Regions from separate parts of the Mus musculus genome. Here region 1 is linked to region 2. The links are chromatin contacts, called in public promoter capture Hi-C maps. All regions are on one chromosome and are shown on one strand. Each heading gives the region's core, a stretch centred on a gene start, on an enhancer-like site or on the middle of the called end of the contact. The rest is flanking DNA. Distances are from core to core; before and after follow the strand shown. Region 1 holds the start of AU016765 (expressed sequence AU016765). Region 2 has its middle 35 kb from the start of Fer.

Region 1 (3,802 bases), core at 884-3,383, 730 kb before region 2:
GTGGCTGGCATCCAACCGGGCATGCTCAGTCCTGCTGGCTGTTTCATTTGCTTCTCCTCTCTCTCTTTTACTTTCAGGCATCAGCTTCAAAGTGAAGGAAGTCAGCCATGATTACAGAAGGAGTCAGAGTGCGGAGCAGGTCCCGCCCCGCCCCACCCCCCACCCCCACACTCACCCTTGTCCCTTTTCCTACCAATGCCCCTGCCTCCATCCCTGCTGCAGTTCTTCCCTGTATCCTTAAATGTCACTCTCCAATCTTTCTGGTAAAGGAATGTTTCTGGGGAAACAGTGGTAATTAAGGCCCACAGAAAACCAACCGAGTGCAGGTGGGGCGCTAAGTACTCCACGCAGAACCCTCCCTCTCCTCCCTCCGGCCTATCAGCCTAATTCCTATCCTACCTCAAGTAGGAACAGTTACTGAGAAAGCCTAGAGACCGAGGACTCGTTCAAGATCAAGGTTAGCATGTGAAGGGCCCAGCACATAGGACAAATGATTTGACCTCTGACCCCAGAGCCTTTTCTCTGCCGCAGCGGGATCAGAGCGGTTCTTTCTCAAGAATCCCAGCACCTTAAGAACGGACTGAGATTGATGATGATACCATGTCAGACACCCGAGTCAGGAAACTGGGAAAGGCAAGAGGTTGCTGTGAACTGTATTTATCAGTCTTGTTGTTCACACAATTTCACTGAACTCCTAAAAGCCCTGAATGGTAGGTGTTATTATCCCGTCTGCGAATGAAGAAATAGAAGCCTAGGAAAAGTAAAAGCCCTGCTTCGGGCTGTAGAGCTGGTTTTCAATTCTGACTCCTACTGTCTCAAGGTGAATTATGGTACTTTACAGGTCACGGGACCCTGGCCCGTGCGTCGGCTCCTTTGATTCCCGTGATCCCACTGGGATGGACACAGCTTGATGACGATGACATACGTTCTAATTCATAAAACCACCAAGGCTACAGGAGGCTGTGAGCTTCTGAGATCACACAGAAACCGTGTGGCTGAACTAGAAGCCAGGGAGGGCTCTGAAAGTTGCCAGTGTTTTCTCCCTAGCTACTGAAATGTATTGTCAGATGTCCATGAACCTGGGCAGGAGATGAAAGAGGCAGAAAGCGAACTACCAGCTAGGAGTAAAACCATGAGAGGATGGGTAGGTAGCCAAGGAGGCAACCTATCACAGGAACTTGTTGGCAGGCAGGATGGAGCCATGGGGAGTCTGCCTAGGCTCAGAGTTTTAAGCAAAGGCCAGAATAAACGTGCATCCTGTCTCAAATTCATTCATCTGCTCAACAAATGGATCCCAAACACATGTCAAGCAAGGAGGTATTCAAGAACCAGTAACGCAGACAGCTATCAGCATGGTGGGAGCCATCGCCTCCGAGTCGAGCCTAGATCTTACACTCCAGGGATGGAGGACAGCTAGTTTGTGTAGCATTTGTTATATATATAATTATCACTTAGGGCTGATGGCAAGTCACCAAGTCATGCCAAATGACTCATAAAATTCCCAAAAAACTTACATTTACAATACCACTGAAACCATCCACTTCTTACTATGTATGTGACTTATGTATCCGTTGAGTAGGTAGGCAGTTCTAAAGGGGGTTGAGAACTGTTTCCAGGTGAAGGGAGTGGTGTCAAAGTTGGGAAAGTGTAGTGATTTTAGTTTTAATGTAGACAGTTTTGAGTTTTAATGCAGTAGGAGGTCAGAAGAACCCAAAGCATACCTAGAAATGCCTACAGGTAGTGCTAAAAGGAATATATCCCAGGCCATTTATCCTTACCTAAACAAAGAAACAAAACTAATCCAATAACCAAGAAAACAAAAACAAAAGCCTCCCACCATCACCAATAACAGACCAAATCCACAACAATAGTATTTATAGAAAAAAAAAAAAAAAAAGAGGCAAACTAGAGGATTCATGAACTACCTACAGCTTTAGCCAATCAACCAGTTGACATTTTAGCTTAACTAGTTAATTGCTTAAAGCTGATAATGATTGTCCAAAGGGTTTCCTACCACCAATCAAATTCAGTTCCTCTGATTATTCTGCATTGGTTGGTCCAGAACCTTCTGGGTTCTTGTTTTCCAGGAGAAAGGGTAGAGTATTACTCAGCACCTGCTAAGAGTCTAGATCCTTGCTCTTCCTGACTCAGGAGACAGACGACTTCAGTAAGTCCGACTTCCCTCCCGCTGTTCTGCTCCTCCAGGCTCACTTCATCCAGCCAGGTGGAACTTGATGACACATGATCCCACACAAGAATACACCGAACTGAGTCTTACTGAGGATCCGTGCTGGCGTGGACTGGAGCTGAGGTCAGGAGGTGAGAAGCTCACTGAGAAGAGGAGGCAGACAGGTGCCTCCAAGGCAGTTGGGGGAACACCAAACCTCTTCTATCCAGCTTGATTGTTCTGCCTGGGGCTGGCAAAATCTGCACATTCTAAGCTATCAACAGATATAGAGGGCTAATGAGAAGAGATGCGGGTCAAAGAAAGTAAGGTAAGATAAATGGGAAGGATTTCCTGCCTCCTGTCTTCTCTAAGAACCATGCAAAAGGCATTTGACAGCAAATAAGAGTGTACAGCTGTTATGGCTTCCCATGGAGATTAAAGGCCAGTCTTGGCAATACTCTGCCGTACTTAGCAGCATGTGTGAAATCACTCATGGAATGCTTTTCACTCTGTGCATTTTATCATTTTTTTAAAAATCCATGGTATGAGACTGAATTCTTTGTCCTTGCGGTGAAGTGAACCACCAGACTGATTTTCAATGATAGTACAATTTCTGCCTACCTAAGGAAGGAAGGGAAAAAAAAAGTTACAAGTGGTGTTTGGTTCTACTTGGGAATTTCTGAAGGCCTTCTAGGGTGGGGTTTACTCATGGTGGTTGATAACCAGGAAATGCTCCATGCTCATGGGAAATTGGTCACATGTCTTGGCGATGACAATATAGTTAGTTGGGGAGGGGGTGTTAACTCAGACTGTGTAAATAAAACTGACTGAAATCTTTGGGATTGGGTAAATATGTCAAAGAGACAAAGTCAAACAAAAAGGTCTCAGAAACAAGCACCCATTGCCAAGAAAGATCCTCGTCCTTGCGGCACCGAAGCGTGGTGATCAATGACAATGCAGAGCTATGATGACGCGCTGAGAGGATGCTAGTGGGGCCTGAAATCCTTGCCAGCCTTGAGCTTCAGCATCCTCCCGTGGCCAGGCCCATACACACCGCAGCTGTCAATCATCACCATCATCTATTTGGTGTGTCTGACTGTTTGATTCCACAATCTGAATTCTTGATGAAACAATAGATTCTAGCACATTTCCAGCAACCCATGATGATTCCCAAAACACATTTCTGATCATAATTTTTTTTTTAATATAAACATCTTTCAATTTATAGCTACTTGGGCCTATTTCATTTCTTTTTTCTCTCCGGGTCACTAGAACTATGATATATATATATGTGTGTGTGTGTGTGTATGTGTGTATGTGTGTGTGTATATATATATATATATGTATGTATGTATATGTGTGTGTGTGTATGTATTTGTTAAAACACCATCACCAACTTTTATCCCAAATTTCAACACTCAGGGAACCTAAATTCCTAATTAGAGTGAAAAACCCCAACATCAAAAAATTAGAAGTCCACAAAAAAAACCCACACTGCCTCTAGAACCTAGTTTGACTACTTCCTTGATCCCAACATATAAGGACACTTTGGAAAAAAATGAAAAGAGAAAATCAAGTGTCCCAAGTAACCATATGATTTTTCTTCAGCTTATCTGTTCCTGCTTTCTTCAGACT
Region 2 (3,478 bases), core at 67-2,566:
AAAAGCACATATTTCATGAAAATGATTTTTAAACAGTTTAAGGGACCCATGCAAAAAAACATAAGCCTCTCAAAACCACTTTAGTTTTTCTAAAAATAAATATTGATTTTTTAACATAACTTCGTAAGATTTCTCTGCTGTGTATAAATAATCACAGGTGTTATTACACACACCTTATTCTTTCCCACTTTCAAAGCTTACTCTAGTGCTTGAATGCCACTCCAAAGCCCATATATCCGTTCATTATTCTTGACATCCATATAGAATTCAATGCAGGAAGAGGATGCCACTAAGCACTAGCTAGAAAGGAATTTAAAACAGGAAATCAGGTACTCACAAAACGATTAGATGGATTCAAGGAACAGAAGCCTGAGATCTGCCAGCTGATGTCGATTTTGGGGGCAAACACTGTGGTGCAGAAGGCTGAAAACTGCTGCTGTTCACCAAACAAGTAGAGCCAACTGCCTAGGTTCTGCTGGAGCTGGTGACCGGACACTGACCGACTACCGTATCTGCTCCTCCAGATATGAGGAAACTGATAACCAGACAGTGGAATGCTGAGCTCAGACCAGCAGCAAACACCAGTGAGCCACTGTGCAGGACTTCTCACTATGAAGAACTCACCATGAAGGACTCCTCCATGCATATCCACCTCCACCCCACTTATTCACTGGTGGAACGGAAGCACCTGCCCATCCAGGACCCAAGATGTTAAGAAGAGTTTGAGAAAAGCCATTTCTTCCTGTGGGCAAGACAGCAAGGATGCTGACCATAGACTGTTCCCCATCACCAACTGGTTGTGCATTGATTAACTGTTCTCAGCTGTAGGCGAGGGTGTGTATGATATGAAGACCTAGTGTGGAGTTTCAGTGTTACAGTGTGTCCTTTTACATATATCCTTCCGTGTCCCTGAGAGAACAACACATTCTAGGAATTGATGTTACAGGTTGGCTGTAAAATTCTTTACACGAGGAACAAAACAAAACTCACTCTACCCTGGGTGAAACGCAAATATGGCATGAGTAGTGCAAATATGTCCCGAGGGATATATTTAAACGCCATTAAAATGTCAATCGTGAACATTTTCGTGATTTTTGTAGAAGCTTTCCACATCCCCACTTAGTTTCATAATTCTGTGATAGCTAGAAATGCTTGAGAGATACCTCATTCCTCTATCGCCAAACCTAAATTAATAGCAACTTTAGAGCTTTATCCACTTCATCTAAATAACCGGCCCACTGGGGAGTCTTTGTTTACACTGCCTCAAAGACATACCAGGAAGGGGCGTGACCAACAGTTTGGAACGAACTGAACTGGGGCAATCAGGGCAGAACCAATGGGCTCACACAGAACAGCATTCTTAAAGCCTGAACTGGAGTAACTGTGAGGAATAGCAATAACTGGCATCCTCAGAGTGCCTGTCAGAGGCCAGGCATTTAATTCTCTAGTCTCTGCTTCACTCTGGGAAGAGAGAAGCCACTATGACCCTCTCTGTTCAGAAACAATCCTCTGAGAAGAGCTTACCAGGGTCACAGTAAGTGTCATTGTAAGTGCCATTCCATGAAGCTACAGCCCCAATCCTTGACTGCTTTTAATCTGGAAAATGGGATCTTTTCTTGGTTGGCCTTGAACTAACTCTGTACCAAGCAGGGCTTAACCTTGCAGTCTCTCTGCCTTCATCTTCCCAGGGGACGAGGCAGGACCACACACTCACAGCACTCACAGCAGCTGTGGGTGGGTCTGCACAAGATTCAGCCAGTCAACATTCCTATATGAGCCTGACTCACAATAGAGATGATAATGACAGTTGGTGGCTTCTCATACATTTTTTTTGTAGGGCCCCTGGTAGGTCAACATGATCTACTGGATGGCCCCCACTTCTAGAAATATGTGATTAGCATAAATTAGATTTAGGCTGTTATTAAAGAAAAAACCAACCAAACAAACAAACAAAAAACAAAAGCAAAAACAAAACAAACCAGAAAACTAAGTTGGAAGGCTGGGGAGGTAGGGATGTATTCTTTTTCCTCGAGCTGAGATATAGTTCAGAAGAAAAGAAATAATTTCTAAATTGCTTAGTCTTCTATACTTGTATATACCAAGTTAAGTTAGCTTCAAAATAACTTCAAAGATCAGTAAGCATGTTCTCTTAAAAATATTTGCATTCTGTGTACATGGTTGTTTTACCTCCATATATGTCTGTGGACCATGAGTGGTCCTGGGGCTGGAGGAGTCAGAAGAGAGCATTAGGTTTTCTGAAACCGGAGTTACAAATGCCTGTGAGCCATGATGTGGTGCTGGGAATCAAGCCCAAATCTTCCAGAGGAACAGCACATGCCCTTAACCACTGGGCCATTGCGCCAGCTCCAGCCCACATAAATACATTCTTCATTATTCCTATTTGTTCATTTCTTAATAGTGAATTTTGAAAATACATAAATGATGATGGTCTTATGGGTCAGATTTCTGTTGAGAAAGAATCAATAGCCTGTGTATGTGTACATGTATGCGTGAAGGTGGGAGAAAGAGAAGGAGATTTTTTTTAAGACATAGGCTTCTTACTGTGCAGAGTACCCTGGTAGGCTGGAGGCCAGAGACAAGTACCAGCTAGGTCCACAGAGAGCCTGAAGGCGGAGCTCCTTCTCCACATTCTAGGTAAAGTTGTTTTTTTTTTAATTTTTAGTTAAGATCGCTATCTTAGTTTAGTTTTTACTGCTATGAACAGACACCACATCCAAGGCAACTCTTATAAGGACAACATTTAATTGGGGCTGCCTTACAGGTTCAGAGGTTCAGTCCATTATCATCAAGACAGGAGCATGGCAGCATCCAGACAGGCATGGTGCAGGAGAAGCTGAGAGTTCTACATCTTCATCTGAAGGCTTCTAGCAGAATACTCACCCCCATGCAGCTAGGTTGAGGATATTTAAGCCCACACTCACAGTGACACACCTACTCCATCAAGGCCACACCTCCAATAGTACCAGTCCCTGGGCCGAGCATACACAAACCATCAAATCTTATATGATTAGATAAGGATAAACATCTTTGTTCAAGGCCTGCTTATTTTAATGCTAGTACCATAATAAAAATACACCAAAAAAATCTACAATAAGACTTAACCATGAGCCACTAGGCTCACTTTACCTGAGCCACAACAAAGGTCTTACATGTATGTAGTCATGTGAAGGATAAGTGTTGTGGGTAGATCACAGAAGGAAAGGAAACCCGCTTAGCTTGAGGGGCTGGGGAAGGGGTTTCATGAGAATTCTGGTCTACTGCTATAAGGGTACTATGGAGACAGTGACGGGACCCATGCAGAAAACTGGCACAGACAGGACGTTTCTTCTGTCTTTCTTGATGTATTGCTCCTGATCACTGGCCACTCGCCCCTCCCTTCCATGAGCTATCTGAAATCTACTTACTTTAGATGAATTTGGACACCGTAAAAGACTTTCGTAACAAAACAGGAAGCTAT

What was found. Promoter capture Hi-C pulls out the DNA fragments that hold promoters and counts their contacts.
Region 1: a promoter capture Hi-C map of embryonic stem cells shows a contact between it and region 2, with 2.3 times the contacts expected there. The contact joins the promoter of AU016765 here to the enhancer-like site in region 2. A contact is called at or near these places in 4 of 39 promoter capture datasets (embryonic stem cells, hippocampal neurons and liver) and 1 of 9 other capture datasets (embryonic stem cells).

The regions. Positions count from the first base shown.
Region 1 is chr17:64,553,921-64,557,722 of GRCm38.p6, reverse strand. It overlaps AU016765 (expressed sequence AU016765), which reads left to right and starts at 2,133. Exons shown (of 4, transcript NR_045899.1): 1 at 2,133-2,319.
Region 2 is chr17:63,826,964-63,830,441 of GRCm38.p6, reverse strand. No RefSeq gene overlaps it. Among named protein-coding and RNA genes, the nearest start is that of Fer, 35 kb to the left of the region's middle. Within about 2 kb of position 1,316, at least 9 of the 459 cell types and tissues checked have an H3K27ac peak or open chromatin away from gene starts, as enhancers often do. A contact at or near this core is called in embryonic stem cells, where this site is marked.